Linked DNA regions of Mus musculus: all the other regions are linked to region 2. The links are chromatin contacts, called in public HiChIP or PLAC-seq and promoter capture Hi-C maps. All regions are on one chromosome and are shown on one strand. The core of a region is the stretch at or near the end of the contact, and the rest is flanking DNA. Distances in the headings are between cores, read along the strand shown. Region 1 holds the start of Rpap3 (RNA polymerase II associated protein 3). Region 2 holds the start of Senp1 (SUMO1/sentrin specific peptidase 1). Region 3 holds the start of Rapgef3 (Rap guanine nucleotide exchange factor (GEF) 3).

Evidence for each region. Promoter capture Hi-C pulls out the DNA fragments that hold promoters and counts their contacts. HiChIP or PLAC-seq counts read pairs in DNA pulled down with a chosen protein or histone mark.
Region 1: a contact with region 2 is called in an H3K4me3 HiChIP or PLAC-seq map of bone marrow-derived macrophages, with 4 times the contacts expected there. The contact joins the promoter of Rpap3 here to the promoter of Senp1 in region 2. A contact is called at or near these places in 1 of 39 promoter capture datasets (embryonic stem cells), 5 of 115 datasets of contacts at active chromatin or transcription factors (the 230-238 cell line, bone marrow-derived macrophages, pancreatic cancer cells and 2 more) and 2 of 9 other capture datasets (adipose tissue and liver).
Region 3: a promoter capture Hi-C map of pre-B cells shows a contact between it and region 2, with 2.7 times the contacts expected there. The contact joins the promoter of Rapgef3 here to the promoter of Senp1 in region 2. A contact is called at or near these places in 5 of 39 promoter capture datasets (the 3T3-L1 cell line, hippocampal neurons, liver and 2 more) and 1 of 9 other capture datasets (adipose tissue).

What each region holds. Positions count from the first base shown.
Region 1 is chr15:97,704,000-97,708,228 of GRCm38.p6, forward strand. Rpap3 (RNA polymerase II associated protein 3) reads right to left here and starts at 1,823. Exons shown (of 17, transcript NM_028003.2): 1 at 1,751-1,823.
Region 2 is chr15:98,091,473-98,095,562 of GRCm38.p6, forward strand. Senp1 (SUMO1/sentrin specific peptidase 1) reads right to left here and starts at 2,097. Exons shown (of 18, transcript NM_144851.5): 1 at 1,811-2,097. It also overlaps a transcript of Pfkm not described here.
Region 3 is chr15:97,765,705-97,770,132 of GRCm38.p6, forward strand. Rapgef3 (Rap guanine nucleotide exchange factor (GEF) 3) reads right to left here and starts at 1,962. Exons shown (of 28, transcript NM_001177810.1): 1 at 1,691-1,962; 2 at 1,058-1,270. The coding sequence starts at 1,696. Rapgef3os2 (a long non-coding RNA gene) reads left to right here. Exons shown (of 3, transcript XR_384421.2): 2 at 964-2,187; 3 at 2,671-3,133. It overlaps Gm46535 (a long non-coding RNA gene), which reads right to left. Exons shown (of 3, transcript XR_001781758.2): 3 at 4,239-4,428.

The DNA.
Region 1 (4,229 bases), core at 573-3,072, 390 kb before region 2:
GGCACATGCATGCACCGTCGCACGCCACATATGCATAGCGTGAAAATAAAACTTTGGCAAAGCAATGCAATTGTAAAAGGAAAACGCGCACGTTGGGGGAGGGGGCAGATGAGTAAGAGGATTGTTTCAGTCTGGAATATGTTGAATGTGAGCACTTAGGGGCCATCAGAAGGTATTGAGTAGATAGAAAGGACTAGAGAGAAATGTGGGTGACACCATTAATAAGGTAGAAACTCTTGCATTTGAACGTGCTCAGAGACTGTACTGACGGAAGCTCGGCAGGGCCTGAAGAGTGGCAGCCTTAGGGAACAGGAAGATCAGAAAAAGGAGGTGGCAGTACCTATAGGGAGCTGGGCCCATATGAGAGCTGCCACCCACCCACCGCCTGAGAAAATTAACATGTTAAGTAGGAAAGTTTAGCAGCGCACACACGTGCTCGTATGTTCATGGCGTTAGGTCATAAAAAGACTGAGAATAGTCGCAGGATTTTTACGGATAGAAATGAGTTAAATGAATCACGTTACATGGGACAGGGGTTAACGTTGTCTTTCCTAATGTAACTCCATTGGAAGCACATGAAGCTCACAGCGGTGCACAGTCGACCACTGCTTCTGGTTCCAGCTATCCAGGAGGCAGAGGGGGCCTCACAAATTAAACTCAACATGACGCCTTAGCACACCTTAAGAGTAAGTTTTAAAGGGCTAGGACATAGCATTTGCCAACATGTGAAAGATGCTGAAGACTGTAAGAGAGACAGAAGACAGACAGGCAGATAGATACAATGGGTAAAGTGACTGGACTAGGTACCTTAAGATAGGAATACTTGGAGGGAGGTTATAAGAGCTTTCCCCCCCCCCACCCCCCACCCCCAGTAAAAAGAGGCTGTTTAAAACGGCTCGGCCCGACAGTGGTGATGCACGCCTTTAATCCCAGCTCTCGGTAGGCAGAGGCAGGCGGATTTCTGAGTTCAAGGCCAGCCTGGTCTACAGAGTGAGTTCCAGGACAGCCAGGGCTACACAGAGAAACATTGTCTCGAAAAACAAAACAAAACAAACAAACAAAAAGTGTAAAACGGATCTTCTGACTCAGCCTCAACGAGGCAGTTTAAGCGTCAAGCAGTGTCCACTTTTGGTTATGCGCATGCATTTCATTCATAAACAAATCCCGCATAACGCTTTGCTGAACACAAACCAGTACACCTGCAAAACGAGACCCTTAAACGCTGCACGTCTTCAATCCCAGCACTCAGGAGGGAGGCAGAGGCCCGCGGTTCGAGGCCAGCATGGTCTACTACACAGCGAATTGCAGGGCAGCCTGGGCTACAGAGAAACCCTGTCTCTAAACAAACAAGCAGACCATGAGATGCTGTAAGGGCGGCAGCTCTCCTTCCACCCACCCCCGGGTCCTAGGGCAGCCCATGCTGCCAGGACGGGGTTCGTTCCGCAGGCAACCAGAAACTTCCAGAGCCTGGGGAACCACGTTCACGTCCCGTATCAAGCCAAGCCTGCATACCCTGGCCTGACGGAGCCCGCAGGTCCGCCGCCCTCGCGGGACCGTGGCTCCGGAGGTCCCGCCACCGCAGACCGCCCGAGCCCGGACGCGGAGCCAGCTCAGGCCGAACCCTGGGCAGCGCGCGGAGAGCGCACTCGGGAACCAGCCCCGGCGCCCCGCCGCTGCTCCCGGCCCGGGCCCAGCCCCGCTCTTCCACCCCACGCCCCTGCAGCCAGCGGGAACGGTAAAGCCTACTCACCCGCCACGGCGGCCACCAACCTCACCGGCTCCAGGGAGACGCACGGCGTCCTACACCACCGCCGGAGGTCTGCGCCTTCCCACAAGGCCCCGCGCGCCGCTCGAGCGTGCGCAGAAGGTTCGGCTCCCGCGCTCGGCTGCTCTTGCTTTGCTGGCGGTGGACGTAGACTGATGTTCTAACCTCTTCTAGACTAAGCGTGAGGATCCCCCAAAGTGCACCCATCTTGACGTATTGACCTCCAAAGCATAAAGCCTTTTACTCCCCTCGATTGTGTTTCTGAGAGCTGCCCTGCTTTCCACTAACGAGATGTTTGTAGCCTCTGAAAATCCTAGGAGAAAGTTACTGTAACTTCTAAGAACTGTCAATGCTGGAACTCTGCTGTTTTCTCTCTGAGTCTTGTATGTGGCTGCTGGTCTTCCTTGTGCTTTTTTGCTACTAATCTTTTTCCTTTTCTAAGATTATCTGTAGATTTCGGGCTTGTGTCTATCTTTAGATAGACCCTGGCTTATCTAAAAGAATGACTGAAACCTGTAATGCTTGCTTCTGCTTCCTTTGTGAGTGAAGCTGTTTCCTATGTAATAACTCTGTTGTACAATGCAATGGGTATAATTTTTTAAGTCCACAAACCAACTTTTTTCAAACTGAATGGAAAACATATCATCTCAAAGATCAGTTATTCATTCACAAGTTTGACTGAACCTTCGAATCACACAAGGGAGGCAGCCGTGCAGGTGTGTATCCCACACACGCTGATTTATGAATCTTATCCCAGAGGTTTGACATAATTAATCTTCGATACAACTTCAGCATCAGTCATTTTCAAAGCACTGGGTACAGCTGTGCAGCTGCAAAACACTAATCTACCTGCCTGTCAATGAAAAACCGCCCCTGGTCTTTCCTCACTAGGTCATATCATTAGGATCTTTCTTTCCCTCATGGTGTGACTGGTTGTCTTTTAAGTTCATTTAAAAGTAAAGATCAGAAACTGAAGAGAAGTCTCCATGGTTAAGAATGCTGTTCCCTGGCTGTCAAGATGGCTCAACGGGTAAGAGCACTGACTGCTCTTCCAGAGGTCCTAAATTCAATATCCAACAACCACATGAAGGCTTACAACCATCTGTACAACTACAGTGTACTCACATACAATAAATAAATAAATAAATAAATAAATAAATAAATAAATAAATAAATCTTTAAAAAAAAAAGAAAAGAAAAAGAAAGAATGCTGTTCCCTGTTGCAGAAAACTTGAGTTCCCAGCACCCATGTGGTAGTTAACAGTTCTGTAACTACAATTCCAGAGGATCTGACGCCCTCTTCTGGCCTCTTAGCACCAGGCGTGCATGTGGTGTGCATACATACATACATATATGCAGGCAAGCACTCTTACACATTATAAAAATAAAAGAGCATTATTTTCTGATGATATTGTAGATAAACTAGCTTTTAACAAAGTGTAACTGTTTCTGTAGCAAATCCTACTCTGTGTACTCCACCACCCACAGCAGGTGCCATTGCAGACAAACTAGGTTTAAAAAAATGTTTTTAATGTGGATGCTCGGGTACACCTTTAATCTTAGCATTGCAGAGGCAGAAGCAGGTGGATCTCTGCGAGTTCAGGGTCTACATAGTGAGTTCCTCACCAACCGGAGTCATGTGATGATACCCGGTCTGAAATAAACAAAAATAAATAGAAATAGGGCTAGAGAGGCGGCTCGCCAGTTCAGAGCACCGGCTGTTCTTCCAGAGAACCTGGATTTGATTCCCAGAGGTGGATCATAACTGTGTGTAACTCTGGTTCCCAGAGAACTGACATCCCGGGGCACCAGGCACACATGTGATGCACAGGACTACCATGAAAGCAAAACACTCAAACACATAAAGTTTAAAATAATTTTAATTTAAAAATAAATAAATAAAAATTTAAAAGAATCTAAATGTGTCTAAATTAGCCATAATTCTATTTAAAACAGACGTTGACATTCATAGGAAAGCAACTACATTTGCTATCTCACTTTCAGGCAGGGTTGATGGAGAAGGGAGACAGCAGGGGGCCAACCAGCTGCTCCACTGAAACTCCATAGCACCCTTGGGTGGTGAATCCTTCCCCCTCCCCCGATGTGTATACTGAATACAATCAATTGTAACAGAACCATCTCCATGGCCATTGCTTCCGAACTTTGAGGTACTATTGTCCCACTTGTGACAACCGTCCCCTCTGTGAGCTCAGACTGGACCATCTTCTCTGTAGATGGCATGCCTCTCTGCTTCTATTGACAATTATCTCTACATAGGCTTCCGTACAACAGGCAAACCATGTCTTCCCAACCCCTCCTGTGAATAAACTGTAGTCATCTCCATTGAGTTTACTGTTAATCTCTTCGACAGTTGTTCTCAAGGAAATAATCTCTTTATTTGATGTCTGTTGAAATTGTAATGGTCATGGGAAGTAAACACAAATATTTATCACTGCAAAAGCGA
Region 2 (4,090 bases), core at 847-3,346:
TCAAGTTAGCAGCTGAACACCAAGTGAAAGGTAAATCTGAGGGAGACAGAAATTGCCTGCAATAGAATACAAAGTAGTAAATCATGTGTAAGTCTGTATACTTTGGAAGAGATCATTACAAAAATTAATTTTTAGCGCACTAATGAAGCTACTAGAAAAATATAGCCCTGTACAGTTACCTGTATCCAGAGCCAACATGTGCAAGTAAGCATGCGAATAACACAATGATACCCTGTGATACAGTCTACACTTCACCATCATCTGTCACCTGTGATACACTTTACACTTCGCCATCATCTGTTCAGGTCCGCACCATAGTATTTTTATGTGGACTCTCTCCCCCAGTTAAATTAGTACCTTAAGCACCTTACTATTCTAACCTTTAAATAGTACTTAACTTCTTACACACATACACTAAGTGTGGGGTTCTGGGATATAAACACAAGAAAGCTCTGGCCTTTGCCCTTTAGTAGTTTTCAGGCCAGGCGAGGAAGCCAGATCCAGTCACACAGACAGCAAAACTAGTATGACGGGTAGGAGAAAGAGAAGACAGTGGAAGAAGAAAATTACATCACCTTAGCCACAAGTGGCAGAACCTGTTTGTAAACTCATCCACTCCCTCTCCAGACCTAATTCATCAGATGAGTGATAGGCTACCCACGTTTGCCGTTTGGATAATTGACTGAAATCAGGGAATGAAGCTCTTTAAAGAGGGGGTGGGGTGGGGGGGGGGACAGGTAGTCTAACTGGAAGGTTCAGGTCACTATTACAGGTGTCACTGTAACCTCAAGGGCAGTAATCCACATTTCAGCAAGAGTCGTGAATACAAATCATCTTTATGAAGAATACTTAAACATGTTTTACTTCATCCAGAATGTCCTACTACATCGAAAACCCTACATCAAATGGTTGATTGCACATAAAAGGACTATACAAAATTTTGCAAGAATCACCATCACTCCAAATACAATTAAGTATGCCACGTGAAGTAAGTAATTTTAACAAGTGTGCCTTAAAAGTGATAAAGGAGCAAGTTATTGCCAACAAGATAACAGAAAAACTGTAGAGGTACTGATAAAACAGAAATCACCAAGCTCAAGACAAGAGGAAGCCAGCATATATCCAGAAAGATCACGTTAGGGTATACGAAGAAAAGGTTCAAGGGAATTCATTACCAAGAGGCGATGAGCCAGGTAAGGAGACGGCGGCAGTTAAGGGGGTTTTCATAACCTATGCAGAAGGGTCCAGACGTTTCTCTCTGGTGGTGGCTCTAGCAATATCACATCCCAGGGAATTATCACAGGGTAAAAAGAGTTGGAGAATTGTTTTACGTGAGACTCGGTAGGCGAGGAGTAGCATTCAGGTTTCAAGGAAGAAGAGAGGCGAAGCAGGTGGGAGCGACAGCTCAACTTCCTCGTAGAGAACAGCTCTTCCTCCCGGGGACCCTGCTCTGGCGGGAAACTCCCGCGATCCCAACCGGCCTTCTCTCTTTGGAAAAGTAGAGTGGGATGTAGAAGGAGGCCGTGCTGTGACCGCGGGGAGATGGCCTCTCCGCGGGTCGGGAGACCGGAGGGCTGAAAGGGCGGCCTCAGTGAGCCCAACTACCAGACCCGGGCCAGGCAGCCGCGACCGGGCAGCAGGGGGGAATGGAGGTGGTCCCAAGGGGCGGGGCGGAAGACAGGGCACGGTCCCCACCGCCGTCCTCCTTTCCGCTCGGCCCCGCCGAGGCCCGCGGGCCCAGCCTGACACAGCCTCCCGGCCCGGTCTCCCTCCATCCTCACCCCTCCCCCAGTTTCCCGCCGCCACTCACCGAACCGGAACCGGCTGCTAGGCAAAGGGGTTTCCGGCCGGGCGCGGACCGCAAAGCCCGGGAACCTCCGGGAACCGGAACCTTCTTTACTCTACCGGAAGACCGTTTGGCGGGCGCGGAGGAGGGAAGGGGGTGGGACAAGAGGTCAAAGAGCGAGCTACAGGCTCGCGGGACGCCTGCGCGAGGTGGCGAGGCCCGAGACGTGGAGGGAGCGTTTGACTCGCGTCTCCATCTCCCTGTCACCCTGTCAGACTGGGGCTTTTTCTCTTCGTCGCACTTGGAGTACTGTTAGTGCGCCCGCCGTCCTTTGGTTTTCTCTGTCCCTCGGCTCCTTGACCCGCTGTCATCTGGTTCCGTTCGGTGACCTTTTTTTGGCTTACGCACAGGTTTCCATGGCAGCTGTTCGCTAGGGCCCTAGATGTTTGGAAACCTGCGCCTTCCCCGACAAATCCTCATTTTGAGTTCTAAATTGATTTTTACCTCTAGCTTCTGAAAATTAGTGTGCATCTTGTCACGCTTGACACGCTTGACTGATCACAGGAAGTGGGGCTAGGGGGAAGAGCAGAGACTAAGAAACTTTGGGAACACCTTAGCTTAGACTCTTAACAACACACCTAGCCTTATATAACTGGAATAATTTTAAACAGTGATCTCTAGTGGGATTCACCAGAGGTCTTAAACATGTAATCAATGCCAGACTTTTAAAGACAGAATGGAGGAAAAATTAACTTGTTCATTCAAATTACTTACCGAGCTTCTTAATTTAATTACGCCTCTGGCGCAGGCCCTATTTGGAAAGAGGCTTCAGAATAGTATTCTAGACCCAGGTGACTGCCTGTCTGAATTCACTCTTGAAGAAAGAAAAGCCTCTGGAATCTGCCAGCCTCATCTATTCTCTAAGCATAAGGAGATAAACTTGTTTCTTCAGGGGATCCTGACTTGTTATGTATATAAACGATTATATCACCTTATATGCTGATATTTTTATATGGCCAAGTCCTAAAACCCAGTGGTATTAAGTGTACCTAGACCATGTTGACCTTTGACACTTTAAATATTCTATGGATCTATTTATTTGGATTAAACTTTCTTTACTTCTAGGAAGTAGCCATGCGTAGAGAGGAGTTTCAGCTGAGATTTTTCATGTGCGTGATTGAGTCTCGCCAAGTAGTCAGGACTACTCAGAGCACAGGTACCATTGATTATGTTATAGTGACAAGGGATATGTTCTCTCAGAGCTATACAGGATGAGAGCTTCTGGCAGAATTATAAACTTAAGGGGTCGACGGGCTTGTTTTCTATTCCTAGTAGGAAAAATATTTTGTCACCGTGTTGGGGTGTTTTCTTTGTACAAGTATAAGGGAGATGCTATCCTCATCCCAGGCAAAGGAGGAAGACTTGGGAGCTGAGAACAAGAAACATGGAACATGGGAAGGGTGTTGATTTCTATTTAATTTATAGATTATTCTAACCTATCTGGGGTGACTTGTAGTAGGAGTCCTTGTTGATACTCAGTGGGCACCCCCAAACATGTAAGTCAGGACTTAAAGAGAACTTCCACTCTTTTCTAACTGGTAGTGATATGTTCTGCTTTGCCTCTGTTAATACTAAAGGAATAGAATCGTTTAGAGGTAGTAAACTAGTTACTGAGAACAATCCATTCTCTTAATCGTCTTTACCGCGTTTATGCTAAGTGTTTATTCAAAAGAAGTTCTGAATAGCTAAGCCTCTTAGGGAAAGTAGAAGAGAAAGGAGCACACCCTCCCTGGTCCCCACCCTGATGGTGACCCACAGTTATCGCTTCCCAGCGGGGGAAGCTTCAACCTCCAACATGACCATACCGGAGTCAAAGGCAGATGACCAGTGGAGACTAGACGGTATGGATGATGATCCAAGCACCGTGGGACCTGTATCTATTCCTGACACTGGTGAGGCCTGTGAGTAAACAATGGGGATTGGTGGGGAAAGGCGCGGTGAAGAGCAAAAGGTTTGTTCACAGCATGATGGTCACGGTGACAAAATACCCAATTCGGGGTAATGTAGAGAATGAATTTTATTTACGGTTTAGGAAACTTAGGAAGCTGGAAGCCCACGAATAGGCAGCTTCTTTTGTTTGGCTTCTGCTTAGGATTCCCTTGGTTGAGCCACATGACAGCAAGAACATAAGCAAGAAGAAGGAGGGAATCACACAGTAAGCCAGATGGGGTCAGGGCGGGGCGCAGTCTGTATGTCTGTCTTATAACGGCCTTCTTCAACAGGAGCTGACTGGGACCCATGGGA
Region 3 (4,428 bases), core at 712-3,211, 330 kb before region 2:
GTGGGGTAGGACAAGCCTCCCCTCCCATCCCCGCCCCTATCAGAAAGACGCAGGGAGAGAGGGGCTAGCAGGGACTCAACTCCAGTGTCCAAGGGTCTCCTCTAGACCCACCTGGGGCTTTCTCAGCCCAGTGTCCTCTATTAGAAATGGAAGTAGTGTTTGGACAAGGTAGGAAAAGGAGATAACCAATGATGATATTTTTTTACTCAAAAAGACTTGCTGGTGAGAGATGATCCTCTCTAAGACTGTCACCCATTCCTGTCTTCTCTCCACCGTCCACACAGTACCCTCTGCCCCCTACACACACACACAGAGAGAGAGAGAGAGAGAGAGAGAGAGAGAGAGAGAGAGAGGGAGAGAGAGAGAGAGAGAGAGAGAGAGAGAGAGAGGGAGAGGGAGAGGGAGAGGGAGAGAGAGAGAGAGAGAGAGAGAGAGAGCATACAGACAGGACTGTTGTGCCCAGTAGTTGGAAAGAGAAGACTCCTGGAGCCTGGAGCCTGGTTCCTGGCTTCCCCCTCCCTAGCCCTGTCTTTCTCACTGGCTTCCTTCAGCAGTCCTTCTCCACCCTGAAACCTCTTCAGTCCCCCGTGGCCGGTGCCAAGCTTTATCCACGCAAATACCTCACCCCAGGAGCCAAAAAACAGATTCAGCCCAGTTCAATTGTTCACAAAAGGAGACCGTTGCCACGGTGATGTGTCAGGAACAGTAACCAAGCTAATTTCACCCCCATTTGACCTAGCCCCACATCTCCCACTGCCTCACAGAAAGAACTCAAACATGTAAGCCCATGCCTGGCACATGGAAGTGATGGATAAATGATAAAACCCTTTCCTGCTCACCCACCGGTGGCTGAATGGGGCAGCGCAGCATGCCATACACACGGGGCATACAGGCATACAGGCTCATTGTGTGACCAGCAAAACACACACTGCCACCAAACTTCAATGCCTTCTCTTCACCCAGATGAATTTGCTCTGGAGAAAGCTGCCTGGCCCACCAGCACTACAATCCCGACTCTTCCAGCCCTGACCCAGCCTGGCAGATGGCCGGTACTCACCCAGCGGAGTCCCTGGATGCAGCTGGGGCGCCGGTGCTCGAACACTAGCTGGTAAGAGCAGCAGCGGGGACGGTGCATTCTCTTCAACACCATATTGAGCAGCGTGCCCTCCGGAACCACGTCCGGGAGACCTCCCACCTGCGGTGCCCCCACAGCTGGACTCTCCACCACAGCTGGGCCCACCTGCCAGTGGTTCTCACCTGGCCAGCTGACCTGTGATGTGGGGAGGAAAGAGGACAGCCATCGGCCGGAGGAGCTGGACCTCCCCACTACCACCCCTGGCTTAGCGTCCTCTGGACTTGGACTGGTCATGCGGAGGTGCGGCAACCCTGCCAGGAGCCGGGGGAGGGACAGGAAGACCTGCCCCGGGTCCTGCTGGCTTGGCGCACCTAGGGGTCTCCACTCAACTCACAACGATGGGGCTCTTCTCAGTTCTGGCTGGAATTCGGCCCCACCTCACTACCCATGTCCTGAAGGCATGTCCACCTTTGTACACACACTAGATCCCCAGAAGCAGCTTTTCCTCAAATTCTCCTCCCCGCCACTCTCTCCCACCCAAACTCCCCCACGTGTCGGCTTCCTCTCCCGCCCTTTCCAGCAGCTTTCTTTGGCCCTGACTCCGGCCCACCTTACCTTCATGTTTCTTCTCCAGCTCACACCGCGGTGCTCGCCCTAGCAAGAGGCTGCAGGATCCCTGGAGCGGTATGAGTGTGAGTCCCGAGATGCAGCGAAGGGCCAGCCCCTAGTCAGACAGGTTGCCTGGAGCAGCAAGATGCAGGGCTAGGCAGATAGGGTTTGTCCTGGGTGAATAGAGGGCTGGGGGTGTGGGGCAGCCCCCACCCCTTCCCAAAGGCTAAGAACTCCAAGCCTCCGCCTCCGTCCCAGATGTAAGAGCCAGCTGGCACAGGGCGTTCAAGCGAAGCTGCAGCTGGCACTGGTCCGGGCGGGAGCTGTCACACCCCCTGCGCTGCCCGCCCCTTCCCCTCCCCGGACAGGCCGAGGGGGCGGGGAGCAGGCACGAGCTTTACGGTAGGGGTGGGCATAGGGGAAGGGGCAGAACCAACAGCTGATGGAGTCCCTACCCGAGACTACGTCAGTGGGTTCAAGCTCCTGTCCCGAAGCCTCAGCGGGTAGGAAGTGCCTTAGGGTATCTGCCCCTGCAGCTGCCCGGGTGCCGGGTTAGGGGCGGTGATGGCTGCACCCGCCGCCACGTGGCCAAGAGGAGAAATGCAAACAAGGAAACTAGGGAAGGGGGAGGGAGTGAGTCATGGCGGCCCCACCCGGGAGGGAAATCCGGGCTGGGGCCGCTTCCTGGCCTGGGGCGTCCGGCCTCCCGTTTGGGTTCAGGGTTTCCAGCAGCCCGGGGCTGGAACTGGGCAGCCTTCCCGTGGGGGAATCTCGTTGCCTGGCTTCCCACCTTTGCCCTCCCAAACGCATACACTGGCGCGGGTGGGGAAATTGAGGCTGGCGGGGAGGGACTGCATTCCAGATGGAGAGAGAGACAAGTGGTTGGATTTACTGTGCCGGGACTCGGATTTGTTGCAGAGTTTCAAAGACAGCCTGGGCTTTGGGGCCATGCCCCGCCCCCCAAATGCTCCCCTATGCCCGGCTAGGTGGTGAAGGCAGAGCACACCTCCTCCCTGGGCCTCTTTGCCCCTTCCGCACAGATGGCCGGCACTTCGCACTTCGTCTCACTCGCTCCTGCTTCCTAGTGGACAGACTGTGACCAGGGACGGTGATTTCCGTGGCGCCCGGTGATTGCTCAGGACATTGATGAGGGTCTAGAAGAAGGCACAGGTTCCACCCCAGCGTTTTAAAGCTTTCTAGCCTCCTCTCTTCTTTCCCACTGCCATTAAGCCAGGAAGCGGGAGAGAGGGCTAAATCCAGCATAGCTAAGCCCATTTCCACCCAGAACTGAGAACTTTAACCATCATTTAAAAACTGAATTTAAATGTGTGTGTGTCTCAACAGTTTTTCTCTCCCCAAGGGCACGACTGGTTTAACTCCTCAAATTCTGGTTCCATCCTATTGGCATGAAATGGAAAGTCTGAGCTTTGAATGAACATTTTGAACAAACAGGTCGTCTGTAGTGCCCACCCTTTGAGGCACACTAGTGAAGATTTCTCTGCCCCTGTGAGGAAAGAGGGAAACCTAGAAAGAAGTCTGCCTTACAATTCGAAGAATAGCTCGTATACTTGGCTTAAAAGGAGAGGAGATGGGTGGGTAGTGTCTCGCATGTGCAGTTGTAGGTGAAATGGTGGCCGCAGTCAGGATGCTGGATCTGCCCTAGTAGGTCTTGCAAAAGAGTTTTCTGAAACTAACTGTGGAGTAGGAAGGGGGTGTTTCCTATTCCTGCTGCCCCACTTAGGTCAGGGGAGAAAGATGCTAAGAGATGCAGCAGGACCTGTGACTACTTCTTTTAATGCCTTTTGGGGGGGGGTGGTTTTTTTTGTTTGTTTGTTTTTTGTTTTTTGAGACAGGGTTTCTCTGTATAGTCTTGGCTGTCCTGGAACTCACTTTGAAGACCAGGCTGGCCTCGAACTCAGAAATCCGCCTGTCTCTGCCTCCCAAGTGCTGGGATTAAAGGCGTGTGTCACCACCGCCCGGCAATGATGGTTTTTTTAATGATGGTTCTTAAACACTTTAACCTGCCTTTAGCCCATCAGCCACCAGAGGTAGTGGGAAAGAAAGGATATGGGGGAAGTTGGAAATGGGCAGTTCAGTTCAGCAGGCAGCAGCGGCAACTCATTCACTCACAAACACTTCATGGATACACCAGCAGTCCAGTTCTGTAGAGTCAGGCTAGCATCGGGAACACCAGGAAAAGTTCTCAGCTGTGTCTCCCTCAGGGAAGGGAAGATCCGAGAGACCCACAAGCGTTGCACAGCTAGCCGTACCAGCAAGCCAAGCTCTGTCTCCGTCATTCCATGGAGTCCTATTTATACCCTTCAAACGCCCCATGTCCTCCACGTGCCTTGCCTCACACGGGTTTTGCCTCAGCATGTGCATCCGATCACCCCAAGTCTGCAGGAAGCAGCAAGAAACCGCAGTATATCTCCAGAAGGTTTTTGGTGCATTTGATGCGTTTGTTAGAGTCCCCGACAAATGCAGCTCAACTGCACATACGTGGTGGACCAATACATGTGTGTCATTAGCAAAGAATCCTTCATCACGTGTCCTTTCATGTGCTTGCTCTGGCAGAACATCCTTTCACCTGTGTCTGCTTCAGTGAAATGTTCCTTCACATGTTCGCCCCATCCAACCGACTTCCCAAAGAACCCTGAAGTTTCCACTTCAAGAGCCTGCTTACCTGTTGACCTAAACTAGGATGGGACGTGCCTGGCCCCTGTGTTCCATCCAGGTTGTCTGGC